Regions from separate parts of the Sus scrofa genome. Here region 1 is linked to region 2. The links are chromatin contacts, called in public HiChIP or PLAC-seq maps. All regions are on one chromosome and are shown on one strand. Each heading gives the region's core, a stretch centred on a gene start, on an enhancer-like site or on the middle of the called end of the contact. The rest is flanking DNA. Distances are from core to core; before and after follow the strand shown.

Evidence for each region. HiChIP or PLAC-seq counts read pairs in DNA pulled down with a chosen protein or histone mark.
Region 1: a contact with region 2 is called in an H3K27ac HiChIP or PLAC-seq map of skeletal muscle, with 15 times the contacts expected there. The contact joins the promoter of GATA3 here to the enhancer-like site in region 2. A contact is called at or near these places in 7 of 47 Hi-C or Micro-C datasets (epiblast stem cells, heart right ventricle, mesenteric adipose tissue and 3 more) and 1 of 2 datasets of contacts at active chromatin or transcription factors (skeletal muscle).

Annotation. Positions count from the first base shown.
Region 1 is chr10:63,386,176-63,392,904 of Sscrofa11.1, forward strand. GATA3 (GATA binding protein 3) reads right to left here and starts at 1,788. Exons shown (of 5, transcript NM_001044567.1): 1 at 1,415-1,788. The coding sequence starts at 1,655.
Region 2 is chr10:63,068,024-63,074,604 of Sscrofa11.1, forward strand. No RefSeq gene overlaps it. Among named protein-coding and RNA genes, the nearest start is that of GATA3, 320 kb to the right of the region's middle. Within about 2 kb of position 4,393, at least 11 of the 83 cell types and tissues checked have an H3K27ac peak or open chromatin away from gene starts, as enhancers often do. A contact at or near this core is called in epiblast stem cells, retroperitoneal adipose tissue and skeletal muscle, where this site is marked.

The DNA of each region.
Region 1 (6,729 bases), core at 538-3,037, 320 kb after region 2:
ACGGCAAGTGCAAATGCACGCACTTATTGATCTTTTAATCCAGGACCTGCCTCAGCATCTGACATTCTATTTAACCATTAAGAACAATACTGAAACTAAAATCTTAAGAGAGGAAGGGGAGGGGAGTCGAGGGGGAAGGGGAGTTCTCTGAACCCCAAGGGTCAAGATTCACATTATGCAGGAAGTAGGTGTAGTAAATAATATTAAGGCTGCAGTTACCGCATTTTCACTTAACTGCTGATGTGCACAGAACAAGGGCAAAGAGCGCCCCATCTGCAGAAACAATTGTTTAAAAGCTGGTGACAGCAGGGTGGAGACCTCCTGCTGCCGGAGGGCCTCTGTCATCGGCCCCAACCCGGAGAACCTAAGGAGGGGAACTGGAGCAGACCTGCCAGAGAGCCCCTCATACTTCCTCCACCTGAAACGTTGCTATGTCTTCTAGGGAAACACACTTGGAGCTGGAAACCTTGTCTCCCAACTACATAGGGCCAGGTTTCTCTTTACCACTCCAGAACTGCAAACTTCTCACCGAGAAAGAGAAAGGGAAAAAAGAAAGAAAAGAAAAGGCAACTAGAATCCCTCCTGCCTAGAAAGAAACCCTAATGGATCCTAAATCTTTGGGGGGAGCCCAGGGGCGCTGGGGTAGGCCCGAGGACAGCTGGGCGAGAGTTGCCGGAGCACAGCAATGAGGCCGCGGAAAAGCAGAGACGCAGGGAATTCTCTGCAACCGGGAATCCAGGGAACCCCAGTGTCACAAACTTAAGACGGTGGTCTTTCCCCCCAACCCCCGTCAAGCACCAGACTTCTTTTCCTTAGAGCCACAAGGTGGAAAAGCTGCCTAGAAACCAAATGCTCTGGCTTTGGAGGAAGGTCAGGACACCGGGTTGCGACTAAGTGCGTCTCTCTGGCCTTTCTGGAAATGTGCCGGAGCAGCACACCCAGGCGCGCCGGCAGAAGCCCCCGAGAGAGAGCTACGGGGTAACTGGGGAAGCGAAGCCCCTCAAAGAACCCAGCCCGAGCCAGGTTTGGCCGGCGCCGGATGCTCGGCCCGGGGAGCGGTGGCCGGCGGAGGCAGAGGCTCGGCTCCCTGCGCCTGGGACCTCGGAGGCCCCCAAACCTGCGGCCGCGCCGGGAGAGAGGGCTGCAGCGCGGCGCCCGCCAGGTGAGCGCCAGGCCCCCGGGGACTGCAGGCGCGGAGAGCCGCCTGCTGCGGCTGTTTTGAAAAACACACTCTCGCGACGATCGAGACGCCTTCCTCGCCCATTTCCGGGCCCCAAATTTTTTAATGATGCAGAAACGGCGCTTGGGGGCTTTGGCTGCTTCTGTCTCCCCACCCCCTGGTCCCTCCCTGCCTTCCCGACCTGGGAGAGCGGGGACAGCTGGGCGGGGGTCCCCGCACCCGGGGCGAACTCACCGTGGTGGGTCGGAGGGTACCTCTGCACGGTGGCCCTCACCGAGTTTCCGTAGTAGGACGGGACGTGGTTGCCTTGACCGTCGATGTTAAAAAGTACATCCACCTCCTCGGGCAAGGGGTACTGCGCCGGGTCCATGTAGGAGTGGCCGAGGCCCGGGTGGTGCGTGTCCGGGTGCTGCCCGTTGAGGACCGCGGGGTGGTGGTGGCTCACCCAACGCGGCTGGTCCGCCGTCACCTCCATGGCCCAGGCTGCGCTCGCGCCCTCTCGCCGGGCCCGGAACCCGCGCGCGGAGAGGGAGGGCGGTCCGGGGGGCTCCGCGGCTCTGCAGGTGCTCCTGCCGTCGGAGGAGCAGGGGTCGTTCAAGGATTTGTTTTCAGTGGGGGAATGGGAAAGCTAGGAAGAAAGGTGAGCAAATGAGATTTCAAAAAAAAAAAAATCTTTGAGGGGTAGTTTAGCAAAGAGAAGAAGACGGAGAAAAAAGAAATTCCAAAAAAATAGGTAGGAAAGGATAAAAGGGGCCCGAAGTGCAAAAGGAGGCGAGGGCTGGCTGGGATTCTGCGCGTGAGGCTCCTCGGCCGTTCCGAGACTGAGTCTCTCCTGGGTCACCTGCAAAGGAAAGGAGAGACCTGGATGAGGTCCTGAGTACTTAGCACCTGAGTTTACGAAGTGGCACCACCTACCCTCGAGCCGCCCGGCCCCGCGCCCGCGCCCCCAGGTCACGCGCACACGCGCACGCCTCCTCCGGAGCCAGGAGCACCGGGAGACCGCCGAGAGGGAGCGACTCCCGAGTACATCCCCAGCTGCCCGGCTCTCCCGGGAGCCCGGGACTGAGTGAGCGGCTCCAACTAGGACGACAGCTCCCTCCCTCCGGGGATCCAGGTCCCTGGACCTACTTTCCAGCCCTTAGAAACTCTCCAAAAGAGGAGAGTTGAGGTTGGGTTTTTTGGGGTTTTTTTTTTTTAATGTTTTAAAGTCCTTCCATATGGAGAGAGAAAACAAATCAAACTTTAAAAAAAAAAAAGTCGCAAGTACCAACCTGGGTAGCGAGGAGCAGAGAGGAGAAGGAGGCGTGTGACCTGGGCGAGCAGAAACTGCTCGGTCAGATTGCGTGGCTCGCTCTGTCTCGCGCTCTCTCCGTCTCTCTCTCTTTTCCTCCCTCTCTCTCTCCCTCTCTCTCAGTATTTTTTTTTTTTTTTTTTTTTTTTTTTTTTTTACAGGGAATGCATTCTTTCTGAAAGTATCAAGACGGCGCCAGGCAGCTCAGTGTTCGCAGACAGCTGTGGCGCGACGGAACTTAAGGAGGTTCTAGTGTCATCTGCGCCGACGGGGGAGGAGCCTGGCGCTGGCGAGGAGGGGACAGGATCACAAGCACAAGGAAACTGCAACCCAAACCCGCTCAGGACTTCACCACCACCACCCCCTCCGCGCACCCCCGCCTCTCCCCCCGCCCCTCCACTGACCGGAAAGGGGCGCCGCAGAGGGCGGCTCGGGCGGAGGGGCAGCGGGGCGGGTGGGCGAGGCGGCCCGGGGTTTGAGGTGGAGGGGGCGGGCAGGAGGGAATTCGCGCTCTGGCCCTTTAAATGTGGCTCCCGCTCCTGCCAATTCATCCGGCTGGGTAGATTATTCCGTACCGAGGAAACCGGCCTGCCCCATTCATAAAGTTTATTTCTACAGGCAGCCTTTCTTTTTCTGACTTTTTAAATGAGCAAACATTTTTTCGGTATTCAGTCCTGGGTATTGACTGGTTTATTGATGTGGGGTCTCTGGGATCCGTAAAATGATCAGGGGGAAAAAATGTAACGTCAAAGTTCTCGGAGATGTGCTTCTTTCGGGAATTGCTTAAGAGAGCGAGGAATGGGGGGCGGGGCCTGCCTTTGATTGAAACGTCCACGTTACTTTGGTGGTCGTGGTCAACATTCTCCCAACCTCTCGCGTTAGAAGCCTCTCGATGAAAGTTTCAGCTGTTGCAGCTGTCCTTTCCAGACCTAATATTTGTAATCGATGTGTGCTTTTGACTTGAGCGACAACAGTGAAGGATGAAAAGGAGAGGGGGCGACTCCGGCTCCCCAGGAACAGGGAGAGTGGCCGGAGAGAAAGCACTCGGGTCTTCACTCCGGTTACCCAACTTTTTCCCTACTCCCCGCCCGGCGCCCTACTTTGGCTCCCGGCGTTTTTCCCCAGCCCCCTCCTCCTCCTCCGACCCCCCACCCCAGCCGCGGGGCAGGACAGCAGCAACCTCCCCGGGGCCCCGCAGCCCGCGGGACTCGCTGAGTCCGGCTGGGCAGCCCCCGGCGGAGGGAGCTGGGCTCTGAGACGCTCCGAGGAGGGGGCGGGGCATACGGGGCGGGGCCGAGAAGGGGCCAATCAGCGCGCAAGGCTGCGGCCGGGCGGCGATTGGCCGGCCCAGCGGGCTCCAACCTCCCCGGCCTCTCTCTGTGCTTTGAGCCACTGCATCCCCTAGCGGCGCTCTGGCTCCTGCAGCCGCCCGGGCCCAAAACGCGGCCAGGGTGTGCAAGGGTCAGGCGGGAAGAGAAGACTCAGGTTCCACGCGCGGCTCACCCCAGAGCCATGTGTGCGAGGAGAGAGTGTGGGTTCTCCCGCAGGCTTTCTCACGGACGGTGCTAAGAGCTTGATTGGGGTGATCGTAATTGAAGACATTATTCCCTCTTCGCGTCTATATTCCATAAAATTCCCTACAAATACAAAACAAACAAAAAATCGACATAGACGGGACCGTACCTAAAAGTAAGTTCTGGAGGATTCCTTTTGGGCGGAGAAGGAAAAACAATAGTCAGCCTTAGCTTGGTTTTCCGGGGATGTCCTGCTTAAATACACAATGCTTGCAGAAAGACTAGTCAACTTCATTTGCAATTCGTGGAAACGTGGAGGTCCTCCCGACTTGGAATTGGAGCTTCTCTTCAGTCTCCGTCTTCTTACAACCGATGTTTGTCGGAAATCGGGGCTGAGTTTCTAGATGCGGAGCATGAAGAAAATCCTTAAATTAACCACCCCTCCCCACTGTTTCTCCTGAGCCCATTTAGTCCCCGTTTATTAGGGCGGCCCAGTAAAAGAGCATTGATTTTCCTTCATTCTGACCACGTCTCTCTAGGGCCAATGGAGCTGCCAGCCTCTCCTGCTCACAGCGCTCTCCAAACCTTTTAATTATTTAGTTTCTGTCTAACATCCACCGGAAACCGCTCCATAAACAAGGACAGATGAACGCATACACATTTTTGCTACAAGTTCCCAGTTTAAGGTTAAGGATGGCAGCGGGGGCGGGGTGGGGGTGAAAAGTGCGTCTTTGCCCGTGGCTCCAGGACCTGGCGATGCTGGCCCGACCGCAGTTCAAAGCCACGCGGAAAATCCCCAGACGTAGCTCTTTGGTCCTCTACGCCGCGCGGAGACCTGGAAGCCTGGGAAATAAAAGGGACCTATCCTCGGAGAGAGAAGCTGCTGACGCCAGGACTTGAAAAATGTTAACTTCTGAGGCTAAGGCCGATTCGAAAAGACAAAGAAAATATCAGTGAGAAAGAGGCCTTCCGGTGTAGCAGCGCCTCTCCGATAACGCGGAGAACTTGAGGGGGGGAGGCGTTATTCATTTTAATTAAATCACAGGCATCAAGTCGGGCTGCACTGGACTGGAGAGCCACTCCCAACCCTTGGAAAAATAAAAGATCTTGAAGGCCCCTCTTGGTCTGGGTGGTTTGGAGCTGGCAGAGAGGGGTGGGGGGCTGCGGCTGGATGCCCGGTGTAATGGAGCCAGCCTGTAGGGGGTATTTAACATTTAATTCCCAGCCGGACCGCCCCTGTTCCCGGACTGACAGTGGGTAATTGGGAAAGAGGACGTTGCTCTTTTGATGGCCCGCGCCGGCCAGTCTCGCCGACGCCACACTGGGTTTGACGTCACGGGCCCAGCCCCAGAGCCAGGAACACAGAGCAAGGGGGGAAGGGAAAAGCGGGGGAGGGGGATACTGAGGAGGGACGGCCGGGGTCGGCCCCGGGACCCACGGTGAAGAAGGGGGAAGGGAGCGAGGCCGGAGAGAGACTGCGGCGCGTGGCCTGAGGCGGAGAGCTGGGCTGCGGGGGTCTGGGCCAGGCCAGGCGCCGGCCTGACCCGCCTCGCCGGCAGATGCAGGCCGGGCTTCCTCCTCGGAGCGCGGGCGGGGGAGGGGTGGGGGCTCCAGGCGCGGAGAAGGGGGGACTAGGTGGTCCTGATCCCCCGCTCTGGCTCAGTCCGCAAAGCTAATCCTAGCCTCTGGCGGAGACGCCTCCGCGCCCTCCGCCAGTCCTGAAGGCCCCCTACCTAGGACCCCGGCCCGGGCCTGGTCTAGCGAGTCCCCGCTCCTTCCCGGGAGCGTCCGGAGGAGCTCCGGTGGAGGAAGCGAGGTGGAGACCTCGGAGGATGCTATCACCGCCGCCGCCGCCGCTGCAGGGCCCCGGGCTCCTGCAGGGCGCGAAGCCTCCCTCACCAGGGTAAGGGGCTGGCCAATGTCTGGATGCCTGGGGCTCCGGGGAAGGCATCCCGGAGCGGAGCAGGCGACAGCGCAGCCACCGCCCATCCCCCGCCGCCCGCAGCCGGGTCGCGGGGCTGTGCGTGGGGCGGCGGGAGCCGGCTGGCCTGTCTGAAGCGCCAGGCCTCGCGGCGGCTGCTTCAGGCGTCAAATTGAGCGGGGTGTGTGTGCCCTCTTGGGGAAAGGGTAAGAAATGGAGCCTTACTTTCTCTCCTGGGGTAGGTTAAGCTGGGACCCACACCCCCCCCCAAACACATGCCCCCCCCCGTTCAGGTCCCTCCCACCCGCCCTCCCGGGAGCTCAGACACTCTTCTTCGGATGGAAGTGGGGGATGACCCAGTCCCGCAAAGGAACCGGAGCCCACGGCGCAGAGGGGAGCAGCATGCCCCCCAGGCTCACCGCTGGGGTCGCAGGAGTCAGAGAGCGGAGATCCACGCGGCCAGCGTCACCCACCCGAGCCTGGCGACGGGCGCGTCCAGGCGAGCTCCGCGGGGCCGAGGTGCCGGAAGAAGCGGCCCCCGGCGCCCGCACGCTGCCCGCCGAGGGTAACCAAGAAAAGCCGAGCCTCGGGGTCGAAGTCATAAAGTTACTAATCCCGCGCAGGGGGAGTGAGCGTGCCTTGGGCCGCCTGGGGCGGTCATTTGAGCGTGTTTACTTAAGGACTTTGCAAGCGGAGCGCGCGCGAAATAGTCGGATTTCCAGCGAGGCAGCAAATATTTGCAGGCTGGAGAAAGAAGCGGAGCCGGGCCGCGCCGCCGCGTCCCTCCCCCCGGAGCCTCGGCGCCGGCCTGGGCGGACCCGGC
Region 2 (6,581 bases), core at 3,143-5,642:
AATTAAAATAAATTAAAAAAAAAATAAGAGACAGGGATAGACCAAGAAAGAGGAAGCCACCCAAGACCAAAGTCCCTAGGACTCTGAGGACCAGCATCTCCCCCCACGTCTAAGTCCCCCCCCCCACCCTTTGTGGCAGCTGTCTTCCTGGACAGCCAGGGAAGGCCCAGCTGCTTGAGGCTCTGGAGGGTGTCCCCAGGCCGAGGGTCCTTTGTGACCCAAGCAGAGTATCTAAAAAGGGGGTTTGTACCTGCAGCTTTGTGGTAAAAAGCTCACTTGGTGCTCACAGCTGCATCCCTGCTTTTGAGAGACCAGAGGAAGGCCAAGCTTCTTAGCCATTAATGGTCGGGAAAACCAAGGAAAGCAAACTCCACAGTGACAGTGCTCCACAGACTGTCAGCTGGCCGTACCTGGCGAGCGCGCGCAGGTGGGCTGACCTAGACTCCTGGGGTGGCTCTGGGGGGAAGAGGCAGGGAGCTTCTAGGCAAAGGCCACCGAATGCTCTATCTGAACTCACCACTACAGGACTGGTTTGCCGGGGCCCAGGGTGTCTCCGTTCAAATTAGAAATTGAAAGAGGCTTATATGTCTGACTTGCTCCATGTTAAGCATAGCCCTCCAAAAATTCACTCAAGCATCAGTAGCATCAAGGGCAAAATGCCCTCTTCTGGACCCCTAGCCCCAAACTTTGCTGGGACAGAGTCAGAAAGACTCTGAGGTTAAATAACAATATCCGAGTGGCTTTTGGGTTCCACCTCGGTCACAAGTATATACATTTATACGTTCAGCTAACATTCACTGAACACCTGTCTTGGGAAGGACACTGTGATGGGTCCTGGGAAACGGAAAAGTGAAACCCTCTCAATTTCTGCACACCTCAGAGCCCACGACATTGTAGAGAGGGTAAAGGATGGTGGTCCTTGGAGAGAGGGAACTTCTATGCAAATGTAGAAACTGGACGCGGAAATTCACAAAACGATTCGCTCGTAAATATTGGGTTCTCAGATGATCCAGGCAATTTTTTGAAGACTAGAGATGGTTCCATTCAAGTATTCAGATACAGCGGAAACCCAATGCTGAAACCCTAAGAAGATCGTAATCTGTTAAAAATGCATCTGTTCTCTTTCTTTTTGGTGTTTCAGACATCTGATCAAAGAGATGTGAGGATGAGATGAGAGAGGGTTCAGTAGGAAAAATCCAGAAATGGGCTCAGAAACCCTTGGCGACTGTCTTGAAATTCTGAGCAGTCACTCGGTCCCATTTCTGAATCCATAAAGTGAAAACAAACGACCCTCCGCACCACCCGCCCCACTGGCATGTTGAAGATAGTGTCTATCAAATGCTTTGAACTCATTGGAAGGTGTCGAGGAAGCAAAGTAAGAAATATTGTCATCGCTGAAGCTCTTCCAATGCAGCGAGCTTCGGTGGAGCTTCGCAACATCTCTGCTCTCTCTTCAAATCTCTCTCTCTCCCTAACTTTTAAAGGTTGGCATGACTGATTCATCGAATATTACTGAAAGCAGCCAACAAAATGGAAAAGAAAGGCTTCATGCAAATCCCTCTGTGTTTCTGCACAGGACGTTAAGCCGAGCAACGAAGACAACCAACTTCCTGTCCTCCTGATAGCTCAGGGCTCTATCTGGTTATGTGGCTGTAGCTTAATCTCACTTGTACAAAAATTATTCACTTTCCACTCTGAGTCAGAACCTTCTGGTCTCCAAAGGTACTGACAAGAATGCATCCACTCGAGTCATTTTATGTTCGGGATGTTTTTCCCTTAACCACACCTTTTATCTCCTTTGCTCTGTGTCCTTTCAGAAATTACGTACTTCATTTGCATGTCATTGATTTGTATATATTTGCATACTGCTCCATTAGAAACGTGAACGTTTTTCCCCTTGCGCGGACGAGGTACACAGGATCCCCAGTTAGTGATAAGTGACTTGGTACTTTCCCTTGATCCTGATGTTTGGTTTGTCATCTGCTTTTGCCTATTTTGTTTATTGATTATTTTAACGTTATTGAAGTCCAGTTGATTTACAGTGCTGTGTTAATTTCTGTGGTACAGCAAAGTGATTCGGTTATACATATATATCCTTTTTCATATTCTTTTCCATGATGGGTTATCACAGGATATTGAAGATACGTCCCTGTGCTCTACAGGAGGTCCTTGTTTATCCATCCTATATTATATATATAATAGTTTGCATCTGCTAATCCCCAAACTCCCAGTCCATCCCTTTCCCTCTCTTCCCCCTTGGCAATCCCAAGTCTGGTCTATATGTCTCTGAGTCTATCTCGGTCTTGCGGATATGTTCATTTGTGTCGTATTTTAGATTCCACACGTAAGTGATATCATATGGTGTTTGTCTTTCTCTCTCTGACTTACTTAGCTTACTGTGCTAATCTCCAGGTCCATCCATGGTCCTGCAGTGCATGTGTCTACTGACTGCACTCTTAGACTAGCCTCTCTATCTGGGGAGATGAAGGAGGACGCTGAGACTTGCCAGCAGTGGGTTTGGGGATGTCCAGGAGCTCCTGGTGTCAAGCCTAGGGTTACATTAGGCACTTCGGGGAGGTGGGTTGCCCTTTAGATTACCTCTGTCCCTGTTGCAAATTCACACATTTTACATGGGAGGGGAAGACTGCTCCAAGATGGTTTCACAGCTTAAGGATGTGGAAAATACCCACATCCTATTGCAAACACTGACCAAGTGAACTCTTCAACTGAGTCAACCTTTCAACACCAAAAAAAAAAAAAAAAAAAAAAAAAAAAAAAAGACAAACAGAAAGCAGTATGCTTAAATATTTAGTAAAAGTCTTCAAAAGAATGAGCACACCAGGGTTCAAGGCAAAGACACTGCCATTCTCATCCTCAGTGGAGCCTGGACTTCTGTTCCCTTTAGCGACAGCCATGACCGCCATTACACACTCTGAATCTTTGGGCCAGGCCCAGAATCATACCAGTTCCCTTTAGTAAATAAGAATGGCACCTCATTCCATGGTAGAACTTCAGCAGAAAGAAGAAAAAACATGAATTACAATTTCCCTGAGCGCCATGGTACCCACTATTCAGAGTGTTTCCTTGTTTTTATGTATTTGTTTTAATCCTCTTCTCTCCAGCACAAACTCACTCAAGCTCAGACTGGTCCATTCTCGGTTTACCCATCATCTCTCCAAGGAACAGGCCCTCATCACGACTTTTAACCTTTTCCTCGTGCAAGAACTAGGTCAGATACTCCAGGAAGTCTTCTCGGATCACCCCACAGGGTTCACCTGCTTTTCCTGGGGTATCTCTAGAAGGTACCCCTAGCTGATCACAGCATATAGAGGATGCCCCTTCTCTGGATGCCATTTCTTCATCCAGCCACTCTATTCTGAAATACTCAGCAGGTGTCCAGCCCTGTGGGGTGCTGGGAATACAGAGCTGCATAAACACAGACCCCAGTGGTCCCCAGTCTGTTGGGATAAATAGCTGGGCTCCTCCGGAGTCTGAAAACTCCTGAGGACAGAGATCTTTGTGATGCCTTTTGCTTCCCTCTCAGCAGCTACCACACACTCCCTGACTCAGGTAGGAAGCACTGGGTGAAGAAGGGTTGAATCAAATATGCAGCCAGGAGTTCCCCTTGTGGCTCAGTGGGTTAAGAACTCAACTTGTATTCATGAGGATGTGGGTTCAATCCCCGGCCTCCCTCAGTGGGTTAAGGATCTGGGTAGGTCACAGATGCAGCTCGGATCCCACGTCGCTGTGACTGTGGCCCAGGCTGAAGGCTGGCAGCTGCAGCTCCAATTTGACCTCTAGCCCTGGAACTTCCATATGCTGCAGGTGTGCCTATAAAAAACCAAAAAACCAAACAACAAAAAACAAACAGACACAAATATGCAACCAAAAAAAAAATAATAATAATCCAAAGGAGACTTTCCCAAACACTGGTGCATGAAAGCACTTCCTTTTTAACTCAGAATTTCTAACATATACCAAGATTCAGCTTCCTCTGGGCGTTTTTCCTAACTACAATTTACCTGCTAATTTAGGAATTCTGGAAGGGGCTGGAAGGGGCAGGTGGGGTCGGGGCGAGGATGCATTTGCATAACAAAATAGGTTTCTAGTAAGAGCCTCCGGTCACTCCAAACTAAAAAGAAAGCAAAACAAATTTGCAAGGAGGAGGAGCAGTTTTTCACCTTCCTCTTAACCTCTGGCCATCAGCTCTGGTCGTTTGGAATGTCTTTAGACAGACACTGGAGGCTCCATTAGCTAAGTGTGTGATTTCCCTCTCACCAAAGACCTGAAAGTCACAAAAGAGGGAAGCGTCAGTCACTGCCCCCAAGACTGTGGAGCAAAAGCCAGACGTTTTCCTGTGGAGACTGCGTGGCTGGGCAGCTCCTAGTTCACTGGTAGAACACGGGCTCCCCGGACTGTCCAGGACAAAGGGTCCAGCCGCAGCCAAGGGACCCACCCTGAGGCCTTTGTGTGTTTCCCCGCCCTCCCACCCCATTCCTGCCCCTCCCAGGCCCTTCCCGTAACTGCCACACCTCACACCCAGAGCAGCAAAACTCTGGGACCCACGGCCATACACAAGGACCAGCGTTTCTTCCCTCCAAGGCCGTCTCCCAGCAGTCTCTCCGCAAGAGAAAAAGCATCGGAGCAGAAGTGGGGCTGGAGAAACGGGAACCAAGGCCATCATTTTAATTATGACTGGACTGCCTAACAGTCTTGCCGAGAGTCAGCATCTGTTATTCAGATTTGGTTCAGAGCAGAATTGTTAAAATGCTTTTAGAGGCGTGGCCTCTGTTCTCAGAGGGTATTGATGAGCTGGTCTCAACTTAAGGCCACATGCAGCTTCCTGACATGGAACCTAAGACTTGCTCTGGGAGAACACATCCGGACAGTCACGGGTTTTGGGATGTATTTTCAGGCAAAAGAAATGAAGAAGAGGAAGTAGAGGAGGGCATCCGCAAAATAATTATTTTCTAGTGGGATTTTATTAGGCAGTTTAACGTAAAAATTCACACAAATTGGGAAGGTTTGTTTAGAGTCAGAAGGACTTGAATTTTGATCCAGCTGTGCAACTTACTAGCTGTGTGACCAAGCAAATCTTACTCCAGAATTCTAAACCTTAGTCGAAAACTTTGCGAGGACTAGATAGGCATGATCAATATGATTAAACAGGGTGTGTACAATAACGGAATGCATACAAAGTATGGAGCAGAGGGCCTGGCATTTAATTAGCCCCCCACAGGAGGAAAATAGATAGTGAGAGGAGAGAGAATGGGAATGAAAAGCCATATCAAGCTGTTTCTTTCTAACCCCCACCCCCACCCCCATCTTTTTCTGTCTCTCCTCCATCTTTCTCTGGTTTTGTCTCTCTCTCTCTCTTTCTCTACACACACACACACACACACACACACAGCCATAGATCTGGACCTAGCTGGACATCCCACAGAATGACAATTGAATAGATCTGGCTCTTCCTGAACCCTAGTCCTTGAAGGCTCACAGATGAGCCCTGGAGGAAGGGGGTCCTATCAGGACAAAGTTGAGGTAGAGAATTCAGCCCAGAGTAGACTCCCAGAGAACCAGACATAACAGGACCCTCAGTCCACCCAAAATAACATCGGATACCTTCACACACCACGTCATTCTCTTCCACTATGCTCTAGACATGACGGAACTCAGGACTGGATGTGTAAGTGCGTTTAAAGGATGCTGCACAATAGAACAGAGAGTCCTTCTCAAAGGTCTGATGGGTGCAAAAGAGGGAATCTGGTTCTTTTTCTCAGCTCTCTTGTCTCGCCTTCACTCCATTTCCCAGTAGCGGATGTCAGCGACGGTGAGCCACTGTTGCCTCCGCAGTCAATCCTTAGTGACTGTTTCTTATGCGTCTTGGGCTGCCATGATGACACTGAAGAGGCAGGGATGGACTGGATCATTGAGTTGAGAAGCCTGAGAAGTAAAGAGATAGGCGTCATTGGTCAAAGCAAAAACTGCGGTGTGCTTGTGCGTGGACTGTGATGAGAACGCAAAGGGGAGGCGGGAGCATCAGACTCAAGGTGAGAGAGTCCCGGAAGACTTCCCAGAGGCTGTGGCTCCAGAGTAGGAGTTACTTCTGCCAGCGCTGGGGCTGCACGTGGGGAAACATATCGAAAGCGCAGAGTCAAGAGAAAGCCCAGAACAACAGTTCTAGAGGCTTCCCAGGGCAGGGGAGGAAAATGGGAAGGCTCCAAAATGAGACTAAAGAGGTAGGAAGGCCAGAGCAGCTCATGAAGGACCTGTCAGGGCATTTGGATTATTTGCTGAAAACAGTAAGACTTTAAGTAGAGGCATGGTATAGTCAAATTTCAGTTTCAGAAAAGACTCTCTGATGACAAGTGTGAAGAGATTAAAGGTGGAGTGGGAGGTGAGGGGTGAGTTGAAGTTGAGAGACTGGCGTGAAAATGTCCCCTTTTCCTGGAAAATGGTAAACACACACCAGCATTCAGTCCCCTGACTGCGAATAGTGCAGGTCAATTCCTTCAGGTGTTTCCTAGCTGCTCTTTACCTGCTTTCTTTTTTAAATTTATTTTCAGTCTTTAAAGTTTTAT